Regions from separate parts of the Sus scrofa genome. Here all the other regions are linked to region 2. The links are chromatin contacts, called in public Hi-C maps. All regions are on one chromosome and are shown on one strand. Each heading gives the region's core, a stretch centred on a gene start, on an enhancer-like site or on the middle of the called end of the contact. The rest is flanking DNA. Distances are from core to core; before and after follow the strand shown.

What was found. Hi-C and Micro-C count contacts between places; a contact is called where the count stands out from the background.
Region 1: a contact with region 2 is called in a Hi-C map of mesenchymal stem cells, with 3 times the contacts expected there. The contact joins two enhancer-like sites. A contact is called at or near these places in 4 of 5 promoter capture datasets (fetal liver, fetal skeletal muscle and liver), 16 of 47 Hi-C or Micro-C datasets (brain, embryonic fibroblasts, epiblast stem cells and 10 more) and 2 of 2 datasets of contacts at active chromatin or transcription factors (alveolar macrophages and skeletal muscle).
Region 3: a contact with region 2 is called in a Hi-C map of embryonic fibroblasts, with 1.7 times the contacts expected there. The contact joins two enhancer-like sites. A contact is called at or near these places in 1 of 5 promoter capture datasets (fetal liver), 1 of 47 Hi-C or Micro-C datasets (embryonic fibroblasts) and 2 of 2 datasets of contacts at active chromatin or transcription factors (alveolar macrophages and skeletal muscle).

The regions. Positions count from the first base shown.
Region 1 is chr7:12,332,112-12,337,036 of Sscrofa11.1, forward strand. The region is part of intron 6 of ATXN1 (ataxin-1); the gene reads right to left. Among named protein-coding and RNA genes, the nearest start is that of GMPR, 80 kb to the left of the region's middle. Within about 2 kb of position 3,135, at least 12 of the 83 cell types and tissues checked have an H3K27ac peak or open chromatin away from gene starts, as enhancers often do. A contact at or near this core is called in embryonic fibroblasts, retroperitoneal adipose tissue, skeletal muscle and 1 more, where this site is marked.
Region 2 is chr7:12,710,805-12,715,478 of Sscrofa11.1, forward strand. ATXN1 (ataxin-1) reads right to left here. Exons shown (of 8, transcript XM_021099774.1): 2 at 2,925-3,066. Among named protein-coding and RNA genes, the nearest start is that of ATXN1, 18 kb to the right of the region's middle. Within about 2 kb of position 2,362, at least 28 of the 83 cell types and tissues checked have an H3K27ac peak or open chromatin away from gene starts, as enhancers often do. A contact at or near this core is called in embryonic fibroblasts, retroperitoneal adipose tissue, skeletal muscle and 1 more, where this site is marked.
Region 3 is chr7:12,410,369-12,415,317 of Sscrofa11.1, forward strand. All of the region lies in intron 6 of ATXN1 (ataxin-1), which reads right to left. Among named protein-coding and RNA genes, the nearest start is that of GMPR, 160 kb to the left of the region's middle. Within about 2 kb of position 2,798, at least 9 of the 83 cell types and tissues checked have an H3K27ac peak or open chromatin away from gene starts, as enhancers often do. A contact at or near this core is called in embryonic fibroblasts, where this site is marked.

The DNA.
Region 1 (4,925 bases), core at 1,885-4,384, 380 kb before region 2:
TAAACTAGTGAATCTATCATAAAAGAAGCAGACTCCCAGATACAGAGAACAAACTTTTGGTTACAGGGGTGGGGTGGGGAGGAGTAACATAGGGGTGGGAGAGTAGGAGGTCCAAGTTAGTGGGTGTTAAGACAGGCTCAAGGATGTACTGCACAACAGGGGGAATATCGCCAACATTTTGTAGGAATGAAATGGAAAGTTACCTTTACAAATCATATAAACATTAAAAAAGGGAAAAACTCAAAAAAAAAAAAAAGGAAAGAAAACCTGGCTTCCCTCCTGCTGCCGATGCAATCTTTTTCTTTCTTTCAATCTAATTTTTATTTTATTCTAAATCACACACACGTCCAATTTCAGGAAATAAGTGTCTCGACAGAGTGTAATCTTATAACGAGTACCTCTGCCTATAAAGGGGGGAGGAATTAACATACACAGTGCCTGACGTCATGTACACACTCAATGAATGGTCGCCATCCTAACTGTAGCTCAGCAAATGCTTCCTCCTGAATCCCTAGGTTCCACGCACATTGACGAGCGGCTCGTCTCTCCTGGTTCCATGATCCATTCAACACAGTATCTTCGAACTCTCAATCCCTTCCAGTAGCTGGATTTGTTTTTTTTTCCCTCACACTTGTGATTTACATAAAAGAGAAAGTCGTGGATGTGTGAGAATTTATTTTCTTTCCTCACTCGATGACGGAAGGGATTATATGTATAATAGCTCCCAATGCACAGGCCCTGCCATTCACACCCCGAAGCCTGAGGGCCACTCAACATATCCAGACTGAATCAACAGGAGGGTGAGATGCTAAATTGCACGTGGCAGTCAGGAAGGGGTAAGTCGAAGTCAGGGTTCGTTTTCTAGGCTGCCTGCTTTTTTCCCACAATACTTAGATGAGTGAGTCCCCCAAGGCATGGCGGGGAAATGCAGAATCTTCTTTCCACACTCCTCAGGGAAGGCTGCCAGCCCTCTACGTGCACACACCTCGGAAGCTTTGCTACACACCGCAAAGCCAAGGGCCAGCAGTAGCTGGCGGGGCTTAGGTGGATTCTAGCAGCTACAGGGGGGCTGGGGCTCCAGGAAATGAAATGGCCCAGATTTACCAATGGAGAACCGAACACCTCCATCAAGTCGGAAAGAGGCCTTTCTGGAGCTGAGGCCTCCAGAGAGGGTCTCGAGGCATTCAGAGGTGGAAGGTTCTGGATAACTGCAAACGAACAAGTCACTGCTCCTTGTTAGTTCCAGGTTGGCGTCCCTCCTACTGGGGTCTTTCCATCTCTAGGACACTGTACGACGTTTCCATCCTCTGGACGACAAAGGCCCTGAGACTTTCTAGGACCCCGTGTCCCCAAAGCAGGTAGGACAGGGGTCCCTGAGGCTTTCTGTGTGCAAATTACAGCAATGCTTCACACACTAGCTAGTGTATGACCCTCCCACTGTAAAGGCCAGGACCCTGAGGCTTAGCATGGAGGTGACTCCCTCAAGGTGACTTAGCATGGAGGTGACTCCCTCATAAATGGCACCTCCCCTCTGTGCTCCTTGATATCCTGCTCTCTCCTATACACGCTCCATCCTATAACTGTCCGCAGGCCCGCCTGGGCTAACACTGCAGCCTGCTCCATCCTTCGGCTGTAATGGGCCCCATGGTGACGACTTCCTTTGTCATCACGTCTAAAACCTTGACAAGGCCACTGAAGACCGCAGCCTCGTTCCTCAGTCCATTTTTTTTTTTAATTTTATTTATTTATTTTTGGCTTTTTCTAGGGCTGCTCCCATGGCATATGGGGGTTCCCAGGCTAGGGGTTCAATCGGAGCTGTAGCTGCCGGCCTACACCAAAGCCACAGCAACATGGGATCCGAGCCACGTCTACAACCTACACCACAGCTCACGGCAACGCCGGATCCTTGACCCACTGAGCAAGGCCTGGGATCAAACCCGCAACCTCATGGTTCCTAGTCGGATTCATTAACCACTGAGCCACAACAGGAACTCCCTCAGTCCATTTTTTAAAGTTTTACTCAAGTACACGTGCTTTGCAACAGGGTGATAATTTCTGCTGTACGTCAAAGTGACTCAATCATACGTGAACACACACCCATTCCCTTTCAGATTCTTCTCCCACATAGATGATCACACAACACTGAGGAGAGTTCTCTGTGCTACACGGGAGATCTGCTCGTTGCACTTTTTACGATTTTCATGCGTCTTTCTCACCAGACTGTAAGTTCCTTGCGCTGGATAGAGACCGAGTTTCATAACCCTGTGGGATTCTAGGGCTGCTCTTTTTCTTTGCTGGCTGACACTTCTTATCCTGTGTTGCTCTTCTGTCACCTTTCGAAGCTGGCTACCATAAGGCAAAGTGTTTCCGGATCGCCTTCTCCATTTTTGGATGTGATTATACAGGGTTGGATCAAAAATGGAACTCATGACAGAGGGACATAAAATACTCTATCTCTGAAAGGCATCTGGACTTAGAGATTCCATCGCAAGCACAAATTCTCCTGTGAGATTATGAACCCCAGATACTTCCCGTAGCAGGAAGTCCAAGTACGCCCTGCAAGATGTGGGCTACACCGGAAGGCCTCTAAAAATCCACATCCCATCCTCCAAAACCATGTCCAGATTGTCCGCGCATTCATCCCAAGGAAACGCTGCTGGTTGTCTTTGGATCGACGGGAAGGACCATGTATTTACCAAGCAGCAATTTTATTGAAAGCAGCCTAAATCAAGCAGAGCAAGAACAGGGAGACGAGCTAGAAAGATCAGCCAAGATAAGAGGTCTCTCGGAAAGAAATGTTTGTTTTAATTTTAGGGGTATGACTCACACTCACTGAATGGGTGGCTGAGGTCTGGCCCTCAAGAGACGAATGGTTCATTTTGAAAAGTGGAGCAAGTGGGAAAATCTACGCTCTGCCTCCATTTTTTCTTTCCCCCCCAGAATGAGGCTGCTCGGTGGAGCCCAAGATGCCCCAAGTCTTTCCCAATCACCAGCAACACGGACAATGGGAGGGCACGCTACCTGCAGCTGTTTTCAATCAAAAAGCTGAGTAATTACCGCAGCCTCTCCCGGGGCTCGCAGGCGGCCCAGCATGAAGCTGGTGGAACATTAAGGACGTTGAATGAGCTGCCAGGAATTTGGCTGCCAAATCGCTCCTCCTCGCCCTGGCTCAGCACCATGAACTCAATCAGGTATTCATTCAACAGGAACGCCACGCTCTCTCTAGAAGGATGCTGTCGCCCTCGGAAAGAGGCACACCGTCACATCCACAGCCTCGCATAGGGGACATCCGGAATGGCTGGATGCTCTTTCCTTTAACTTAGGGTCTGGGAGGAAGAGACTCCTCCCTGGAGGCAGGACTTCTGAGATAAGCCATGAACGGAGGTGATAAGCTGGTCAAAGATGGAAGCGAAAATGGGCTTTGCTTATTCTATGCCTGTGGCGATGTCCGGTGCTTTCTTCCACAGCTCTTACTGATGGGCCATCCACAGATGGTTGACCTTGATGTTGCAGAGACTGGGGTGTGGTAAGGAGCCTCCTGGCTTTCGGTGATTGGTGACTCTAGGGAAGATATCCAACTTCCTAAGCTTCGGTTTCCTCTTGAAGAAAACGGAGAGAGTAACAAGCTCTGTTTCATGGGGTTCTTAGAGAATTGCATGGGACAAGGCAGTGCCCAGCCAGCAGGCTGGAGAACCAGAGAAAGATGTCCCTAAGAGTTAACTGCTTCCAGGCATCAAAGGACCTCCCATCAAGGATGCTGAGGGCACAAGCTTGGGATCCCAGCTGCCAGACGTGGAATCCTGGCTCCTTCACCTGCCAGCTGTGCCTCAGTGTACCTGACTCTATGATGGGAATTATATCAGTAACTCGGGTCTTAAGGTTTGTTGGGAGTTCAAGCATGCACCGAACACAGCCCGCGGCCTGGCCCACTGCACAACCTGTACATACTGGCTGCTGAAGCTATGATTCTCTCTTGAGAAGGGCCCTCCTGCCCCCACTGCCTCACCCTGGGTCATATTTTCTTTCTTTTTTATTTCGTGATTTTTATATTTTTCCATGATAGCTGGTTTACCGTGTTCTGTCAATTTTCTCCTCTACAGCAAGGGGACCCAGTCACACATACATTCTTTTTTCTCACATTATCATGCTCCATCATAAGGGACTAGATACAGTTCCTAGTGCTAGACAGCAGGACATATTTTCATCTGTCTTAAAAACACACGCTTTCCTCCCTCGGCTTCTCTCCCGGGGGGTTACTTCCTGCAACCCATGTGCCAGGCAATCGCGGCAAAGATGCTGGGCAGAACCATCTCTAATTAAAAGGTTCCTTGCCTCACCTCCGCAGCTCAGAAAGTTTCCCAAGCCTGTAAAACTTCTTCTAGAAAATAATCCATACGAGGGCAATGATATATATTGCCCCCTACCGGGACGAACAGCTTGCCTGCAGAACAAATGGTCTGTCCCATCTACCTTCACACATAAAATTCAGATGTGCTTACGTTTTTGGTTTGGGGTTGTCTGTATTAACTGCTGTTTCTTCCTGCAGTATCAATAGAAGCTTTCTGGCTGATCTGAACCTGGAGCATGGTACACACTTTAGACGCAATTACTCACTACAAATGAAATCCACCCCTTTCCTATTTAACCTCTTCCGACTACCCATGCCTTAATGAGACTCTCTGCGACATGATCAACACACAAAAAATGGCCAGTGATTTTATTTGAGACACGAATAGCAAACGAGAGACCATAAATAATGCCGCTGTAACTGGAGGCACCCAATGCCTATCCTCCAAATAGGCCAATGTTTAAAGGACAAATGGAAATTCGAGAAAGTCGGTGCCCAGTTCCTTCTCTAGCACTGCAGCCTTGGCAGACAGTGAACCTCTCCAAGCCTCGGTTTCCTCATCTGTAACCTGTGAGTG
Region 2 (4,674 bases), core at 1,112-3,611:
AAAACCTTTACGAGTCTAACAGAGTACAACATGAGTGATACTGTTTTCCTGCCCACGTTTAGCCATCAATTGTGAGGCCTGTAATGAGGCCATTATTTATGCAAAATGTTTAGCTAATGCTTCTGAGCTCCCTTTAAATGCAATCCTAGAAAATGTCAGCTGCTTAAAACTCAAGGTGACTCCGCACTACTGTGTCAGTAATACAATACGAGTATTCATACCACACATAGGCTTGCTTAATACACTATAAAAATGTGGACCTCTTCTCAATAAGGTACACATATTGACTGAGAGATCAGGATGGTTTGCTGCCTGTTTTTTGTTTGTTTGTTTTCACAATAAAATTCTTGAGACATTCCTGTTTTAACCCATGACTCTCTTTAAACACCGCAGGTTTAAAAAAAATTGCATGTGTATGGACCACACATGCAAGTACGCTATTTTCCCCCTAACTTAAATGTGAAGATTTTCCGCCTAAAATGGATCCTACCCCTAAGAAAGAAATTAGTAGTAAGACATCACACCCCCTTTTGACAGAGCTAACATTTGCAGACCGTAATGACGCTTACCTTGGCACATAACTCTGGAGTTATTCTATTTCCTTTTTCAAAATGCCCCCCCCAACCCACAGCCCATAAAATGCAAAGTTCCCAGTTCCGTATTTCACAAGGATATAATGTGTGTAATAACTTCCTCCCTCCCCTGCTCCCCCCCACAGGACTTTACTGACTCCTCCCACTTTTGGAGGCACAGCACTTCTGGCATTCAACTCACTTCATTTATGCCTGCAAGTCATCAGTTTACCCTACAATATAAAAACAACATATATGAATGAAACTTCACACCCAAAACCCCCCCTCAAAAAACCCACCAACATATATGCATCCGGTGTCAGTAAGAGAGGTAAACAAACACAAAATTCAGAAAAAAATAAATACAAGGCTCATTGGCTTTGCAGAGCTACAAAAGATTACAAGGGAGCTCCCGTCGTGGCTCAGTGGTAACGAACCCGACTAGTATCCATGAGGATGCAAGTTTGATCCCTGACCTCAATCAGTGGGTTAAGGATCCGGCATTGCCATGAGCTGTGGTGTAGGTTGCAGATGAGGCTTGGATCTGGCATTGCTATGGCTGTGGTGTAGGCAGGTGGCTGCAGCTCTGATTCGACCCCTAGCCTGGGAGCCTCTATATGCTGCGGGTGCAGCCCTAAAAAGACCCCCCCCCAAAAAAAAAAGGGCTACAGAGTTGGTCCAAAGACCAAGGTACAGGGATATTTACTTATTCCTAGTCATGTATGTTCGAGGCACAACCATCACCAAACAAGAACGTTACAATCACCCCATCACATGATCACAATGAGAGCTTATGTTCATAGGTCATAAACCATATACCAATTACTATTCTGCCCAGTGTACAAATATTATGTCATTCCGTCCTCATAGCAGCCCTAGAGAAAGAGCTGACATTATCTCCACCTTACACATGAAACTGAAGCATAGAAAGGTTACAGAACTGCCCGAGGTCACTGCGGCAGCTCTAGATTTTAAATCTAGAAGGGCTGGTTCCAGACCCTCAAGCTCTTACCTCAGATACCATGGAATTTATATGGAACTTCAGAACTGGGTCTCAGGGGCACAGAGGGGGCTCTTTATTTAAAGTCATCTAGTGAATCGGTTTTAAAATGAACATTTGGACAAAGCAAGTAAACACCTTTTAAAAATGAGCTGAGGCGTTCCCACCATGGTGCAGAAGGCTAAGGATCTACAGCAGTTCCTGTGGCTGCTGAGGCTAGGGTTCCACACGGGGCCTGGTGTCATGGGTTAAGGGTCCAGTGTTGCTGCAGCTGTGGTGTAGGTTGCAGCTGTGGCTTGTATTCGATCCCTGACCTGGGAACTCCTATATGCCTCAGGTGCGGGCAAAAAAAAAAAAAAAAAAAAAAAAAAAAATCGGCTGAAAATCCAGATTTGGGGATGGGAAGTTTGGTCAAAGTGGACCTTGCCTCTCACAGAGTAAGGAAATAGAGCATGACTCAGGAAGTGCCGCCCAGAGACCACCCCATGCAGCCATTCCCAAAGCCGACAACATCAGACCATTCAGGTTCATGTGGATCCAGAAGGTCTAGGGTGGAGTCCCCATTCTATTTCTTTTTTCACCACTCCCGGTGCTTCTGGGGCCCAGCCAGGCTTGGGAGCCACTGAACTAAGCTATTTCCACAGCCTGGAGCAGGACGGCTCCCGAGGCAAATAGAACCAGGGGAGGTATTTCACAATCTCCTTCAGTTGCGAAGACCAGGGTTCCCAAGCCCTTGCTGCCCCCACGTCTAACTAACTTTTCCATGCTCTCCCGACTCCACTTAGGCAGTTTCCTCGTCTTCTCTGCAACTCAGAACCATGAGTCATCAACCCTGCCTATACCCTGTGTCTGCCTGACTCTCCAGGTCAAAAAAATGCACTGTGCACGAAGAAATCAGGAAGTTGTAAAATCCGAACAGACACAGAGGAATTCAAGATCCAACAAACACTGGTTGCTACTGAACAAACAAGCCCGTCTCCCCACACACGGGCCACACTCCACCAAGAACCAAAAACGTGAAAACCTTGACTTAAGAGAGCTATTGGGGAGCAAAACATTTCTCACCGGCTTTCGGTACAAGGGACACAGCATATGGCCGGGCTCGAGCCCAACACACGACAATCAGCCACTGCAAAGTCAAACGTGGACCACTTCCTAAACCAAAGAAGTCAAAAAGAGAGATCCTTCGAATCCGAGTTTGAAAAAAACCTCGGCGATGTCTCCAATTCCCACACATACGGTCTGCAAAGATCTTCCACGGCTACAAAGGGCGCAAACGTGGCCAGTAGGACATCTTCCCACGTCAGGCTTTATCCTCGGATGGAAACTAGAGAGCAAGGCAAAACTCTCACCTGATGTGAGACACACTTCCCTGCCGCGGACGAGGAAGAGGGGACCGCCACCGCTGCCGCCACCGCCGCCGCCGCCGTCCGACGATGACAGACAAATCTGCAGCTTGAATGGGACACCCTGGCGATCTGCTGCACGATCGGCCTGCAAGGGTCCGGGGGATGCAGAAGAGGAAATCCAAAATGAAAAACAGAACACGTGGCCTTAAGAACCATTTCCACCTGAAGGCGTCCAAGCACTGACATCTAAATTTGAAGAACATCACGTTTTGCATGGTGTTCTGAGAATCACACAGCTACCAGCCAGCGCAAAAGGCAGGTCTGGTTCTATTCCATAGGGCTCGGAGGGAGGCCAACACACACAAAAAAAGGTCATTCCTTCAATCAAATTAAGAGCGTGGTCGCCCCATGTGCGCCAGCTACTGTCATGCTTTTCTGTAATGATTCTAACCAATCACCTCATAAACACATCAGAGTAATCACAGGACAATCAGGTGAAAATGGGCATGGATTGAATAGTAATTGAGCCAGAGTCTAATTTTCATGAGGCATATATTATACCATCAACATGCAACCTGAGGGAGAATCATGAAACACCACAGTTATTAGCACACCAGTCTAATGGGATAGAAAGAAAAAGAATCGAATGCAGGAAAAAAAAAAAAAATTTTAAGTATGCACAGACTCACTAGACTTTCCGCTAAACTGTCAATGATTTAATTACTGAATGTATGTCTACTTGACTTTCATTCTGCCACAACATCCTGTTCATGGTTAAGGAAAAATTACCCACTGTATGATGAATGAGTGAATCTGTGAATGGATGAATGAAAGAGAGAAAGAATCAAGCTTCCATATACCTTTCCATCAGGGAGCTTGGTGCTTGTAGTAGTTTTTGTGAGGTAAAGACCTACGCATAGAAATGGAAGAAGGTGAGGACTTGAACGGCTCACATAGGTGCCAGCCCTATCTCTTCAAAAAATATTTTAAAATACTGGTGGTTCCCAACTGTCCACATTACATGGAATCGGTAGCACTGTTATTATAAAAGACTCCCCCAACTGGTCATGGCTGGGCTGATTTTTTAGTCTTTGATTACTGGAGCTGATCTGCATATTTGTTTAGGCTGGTTTTAAATTTAGTTTGGGTTTCCTAAGCCCACGCCAGGTAACAGTAGGAAGGAGAAGGCCCAGGATTATATTGGGTGTCAGAAAGAAACTATTCTGGAGCTATGAATATGATCTCCAATGTGAATAATCTGTAAACAGGTAAGTGAGCCAATTATCCTTGGGTACATGGCAACACATCTCATGATTATTTTCATCCATACACACTCACTATTTTTAAGAGCACAGCCCAGCTGGAAAGGAAAATAATTTCGATTGCCTTCCAACACTTTTCAAAGTAATGAACAGTAGCCAAAATAGGCTTCCTTCAAGCTAACCCATTCACCAAGTATTTATTTAAGCATCTACTGCATGCCTGGGACCTAGAGGCAGAAGTAAGGTTTCTGGGCCTTGGTTTCCCCACAGGTAATCAGTAAGCGTTAAGGAAGAAGAAAGCTGTTCTGGACTGTAACATCCTTGAAGTCCTTAGCAGACACTATCCCTCCGTTAAGAAGTTTGTTGAGTTACAAATATAAATAGGGGTCACGTTAAATAGAAGCGCACAGAATTCCGTTTACTCTCACACAGTACATGTTTTAAGGGGTGGGGTGATCCTGGTGTTATCTAGTAACGTCGTTTTCAAATAA
Region 3 (4,949 bases), core at 1,548-4,047, 300 kb before region 2:
TTTCACCTTCTTCGAGCCCCTGGTACCCACCACTCTGTTGTCTGCAGATCTTAGCTGTTCTCACCACAAGGAAGAAATGACGACCATGGGATGTGATGAAGGTGTTCGCTAACGCTGCGGGGCAATCATACTGAAATGTATCAACATAGCAAATCCACATGTGGGAGTTAAACGTACACACCGTCGCGTGCCAATGACACAGCCATAAAAGGAGAGTGTTGTCACGTGACAACTGATCTGATTCAGGTAACGAATTTTGGAGCAGGAACTCTAAAATTCACCTTTTTTAGGGCCACACCCTCTGAACCCACAAACGCTTGGGAAAAGGGGTCCCACCTCCCTTCACGGTGTCAAGCTGTTCCCCACCAGGCACGTGCATTCCTCACTCAAGTATCAGTTTTAAATGCCGTTTTGTACAGCCGTCTTTTAACTGTGTTTTGACCCCCGCAACTCACTACCCAGACATGCTACCACGCTGCAACGGAAAGTCTGGTTACAGGTCATGGAAAAGCATCATTCGCAGCCTTTGGATTCTGCAAATTTCCCATATGCCTTCTTAACCACCCTTCAGATTTTCTTCTTTTCCTTCATAACATCAGATTTGGGCTTTTTTGTTTTCTTGCATTTTTTTTCCCATAAAACCCTTCCATTGCAATCTGGGTCCCTAAGGCTTCTGCTTGGACACTTATCTTATAAAGACCAGTGAGTTTATGATTAGATTTACTTTTCGGTTCTCAAGAGCGCGCTCCCTACTTCTGGTACTTGCTTTTTCCAAGTTTAGGAACAAGAAGTCATTTGGGAGAAGGCCTCTCCCCATGCCCATCCCACGCTCCCCTCACTCAACCACAGACAGGGCTCCGATGGCTGAGAAGGGGGTCCACTTCCTATGCCTCGTTTGCCAGTGTCCTGGAACGAGGAGAAAGTGGCACCGCATTGGCAGGATGACAGAGGAGTGAGACTTCGGGAGCGAGCCTCAAGATGCGCACAGACCGGTATTAACCGCGGTCTGCGGCAAGCATATGCGAGAGGACGGGCTGGAGCAGATCAGGAGGGAAGACTCAGTGGCATGTTTGCCCACAATACTGCGACAGTGGCGTAGCTTGGAGAGCGTGGGGGCCAGGCATCCATCCGCTACTTCACTCCGGGAGGGGGATCATGTGCGTGGGGAGAAGCTGCAAACCTCGTAGGGACAGAAGGCAACACTGCTTGCACGTTATGAGTCATGAGCCGTTTGGGGGGAGGAAGTTGATTCTGTCATTCATTCTGACAGGGCTCCTTAACAGGCAAGGAGAGGGCTGAGGGCGGGAGGGGGGGCGGCGACACAGAGAGGACAGAAGGGCGAAACCAGCCAGGCAAATGAGAATGAGAGATTGCAATGTGGGACCTTATGGAGGAGCTGCTGGTAAGCTACGCTGGCCAAAGGAAAATGTTGATTGGACCGGTTTTCGGAGGGAAGCCGACAGCCCTTCTGCAAGCAGATGGATGACAAATCTTTGGGAGGAGGCTGTGTTGTTCATGTGTGAAACAGGCTTAGCCAAAGAGTAAAAGCGCCAAGCCATGTATGTAAGCAGGAGCCACCTGGCCTGCATGTGGTGCTGGGGCGTGTGTGTGTGTGTGTGTGTGTGTGTGTGTGTGTGTGTGAAGGATGGAGAGATATTGGCGGCAGAACCTTCAGCAGAAAACTCGAGGACCACCACACCAAGCGAGTCTCCATTTGTACATCTTTTGTGCATCTCTCTTTCCCTCTCTCTCTCTCTCTCCTTTTGGCTCTCTTGCTTCCCTCTCCCTCCACCCAGGACCCTCCTGCTGCTTTAACCCTTCTCCAACTTCTACCTGTATCTTGTTTCATGGAATCATAAAACGAAGAAACTGGAAGTGAAAACGCAAATACAAGGCAGGATTGAGATAAAGGGACCCATGTGCCAGCCAAGGACAAAGTGAGAGGAAGCCTTTCTCTCCCTATGAAGCCTGTCTTCATGAACAGGATTTCCTGGGGAGGAAGAGTGGGAGGGGTCTTTGCACAAGTGTGTAATCTGGGTCCAGAGGCACCCCCACACACACACCCCGCCCATGGCCTGCCAGGAGGCTCATGGCTCTCTCCTGGGCAGGTGTCATATGCATCCCTCGCCAGGAAATCATCTTGCTCTTTTTAGGTTCAAAGTAAACAAAGTTTCTCAACTTTGGTGCTACTGACACTTTGTACTGAATAATTCTCTGCTGTGGGGGGTGTTCTGCGCATCCCTGGTCACTGCTTACTCGATTCTGGTAGCGCTTCACCAGTTGTGACAACCAGATGTGGCCACTTGTCTCCTGGGGGAGGCGGGCTGAAATCAGAACCCGATAAAGTTTATATAGACTTGGCTGGTTCCGAGGGGAGATATGCTCTTGTTCTTTATAGGAAGGTTAAACACACACACAAACTCATACCTCCCCTCCCCCTGACAAACACACAATATTATTACAAAGACGCTAAGGAAACGAGGCTCGCACTCTGATTTTTTTCCTCCGGATTTGCTGTACATGCTTCCTGAGAAGAACACCAAGGGCTCCATTTTCCGAGGGCCCTCAACTGCCTCCAGTGTTTAGAGCACTGAGCCCTAGGAACTGGGACAGACACGACAAGCAGGCAGGAGAAACTCCTGTGCTTTCATTTAGCTTCTGCAAAATAATGCTGCATACATACACATGCCTTCTAATCGGGCTCTGCTGAGTGTTTGCACCCAAAAGAGAAAGCAGACACATAAAGACGACTGGACATGTTTTCCACAGGGCTCTGAGGCTGTTTTGAAATACTCTGATTCCTCACAGTGGCTGCAGGGATGGGGCTGTGGGAGGCGAGGTTTGCTGTACTCTGAATTATTTAGCTGACTCAAGTGAACAGATTCTTATATGGCTAAACGGACTTGATGTTCATGGATTGAGTCTTTTCTACATGTAAAGTGCAGTGGCCAGAGCTAAATGCATGACCAAGATGTGGTCTCTTTGCTCTGGGAGACGGGACGACTACCCCTAGCACTGAAGTGCTTACACCCTGTGCTCTAAGAGCTGTAAGTTCCTTCAACTCCCAGGATGTCTTTGTGAGGGAGCTATTAGTAAGTCAGGTTTGCAAATGAGGACACTAGACAGAGAAGTTAGATATTCACCCCAATAACAGCGCTATCAGATGCCCTAGGAGGGGGGACTGAAGCTGGGTAGCCTCTTACCAGCGCCCGCATGTCTAACAGGCATCCCGGACTGCCTTTTCTGCTACAGTGTAGCAAACTCCACTATCAGCAGGCTAAGTATTATAAATAGCAAAGAAATACAAATAACAAAGAGATCTGGGAGCCCAAAAAAGGGACAGACTGGCCCGCTTCGCATTTGCAAGGGTTTGTAGAGGAGACAGGGGTGTGAGCTGGGTCCTAGGGTGGGGGGTGGGGAGGATTCTGACGGGCTGGGTCAGAATGTGGGGGGGCCTCGGAAGCAAATGCACCGGGGATGTTGGAATTACAATGGGAGTGAGGATTGGTGGGAACATGGGCTACTGATGGGGAGCCAAGGAAGGAAGGAAGGGCTGGGGAGGCTGATGGGAGCACTTTGGCCACCTGTCACTGTGATTGTCCCTTCCTTGCTCTGCGCTGAGAGCTTAGGGATTTCTTCTTCTCTCTCTCTTTCTCTCCCTCCCTTCCTTTCTTTTGGCAGCCCCCATGGCATATGGAAGTTCCTGGGCCAGGGAAGTTCCTGCGACCTATGCCACAGCTGCAGCTACACCAGATCCCCAACCCACTGTGCCACAGCGGGAACTCCGAGCTTAGGGGTTTCTAAGAAAGGAGGGGGCACGTTCTGAGCTGTCTCTCTTCCTAAGAAACCCTAGAGTCTGTCCCACCACTTCTTCCCCATCAAGAGACATCCCCCAGCTCTTTCAAACTCCTTCTTTATTGACTGGGGACTCCCCAAATTTCTCACCGGCACCACCTCCTCATGTTTTAAAGTACATGTGCCTGAAAGGCTTGTCACTCAGGCAAAAATCACAATGAGTCTCAGAATAAGTAAAGCAACCAAATGTGCCTGGAATGACATTATTTTCATGGTGGGTGTTGAGCCTGAGAACAGAGTTACATGTTGAAAGGAAAAGAATTCCTGAAACTGACTGACCAGAGTCGCTCGAACCCCGTTCCCACACCCCCCGATTAGCACTGGATGAAAACTGTCAGATCAGGGTGATGGGCCGGGAGGGTGTGAGGGGGGGGACATCTGCCCAATAGGACATTTCCAAACCTGAGCCACCAGATCACCCACGTTTCTGATTTAGTTTTCCAGATCATAGCAACTATTGAAATAAAGCTATACAGTGTGTTCAACAAGAACCAAAAAGAAGAAAGGAAGAAGGAAAAAAAGAAGAAAAAGAAAGGCACGCTCTCCCAAGGCCACGAGTCACTGAAGAGCCCAGCCTGCAGTCCCCAAAGCTGACAGTTATTATGTGTAATTAGCACAAAGCAAGGGTCTGTATATACACACTACCTCCAGACATGATTTTGAAACAAGGGCTCTGCCTTTTACCACCAATAATTTGTCTTGTTGTATGTTGTTACTTACACAGATGTTCCATAATTTTTTGCATATGGCTCAGCCAAAGAAAGCTTTTTCCCCTTCCATTTTTGGGAAAGATGCAACTGCCGGGGTGAGGGAGACGAGACTGTCTAGTTTTTACATAATTCCTATGGTGATGATAGGGGTGGGGGTGGCTGGGGTGTACGTGTGTGTGCATGCACGCATGTGTGTGTGTGTGTGTGTGTGTGTATAGTAACAAGATTCTCTACCCAACCGTGCCAACTGCATTTTATCTGCTGCTCTTTCCTGAGTCATGGGATTTGGGAGTACTCAGTACATCCAAGGTTCGTGGTGTTTGCTGGGATAACACATTATCAAAAGCCTCTCCAAAAAGGGTTTGAATATTTACAGAAGAAATA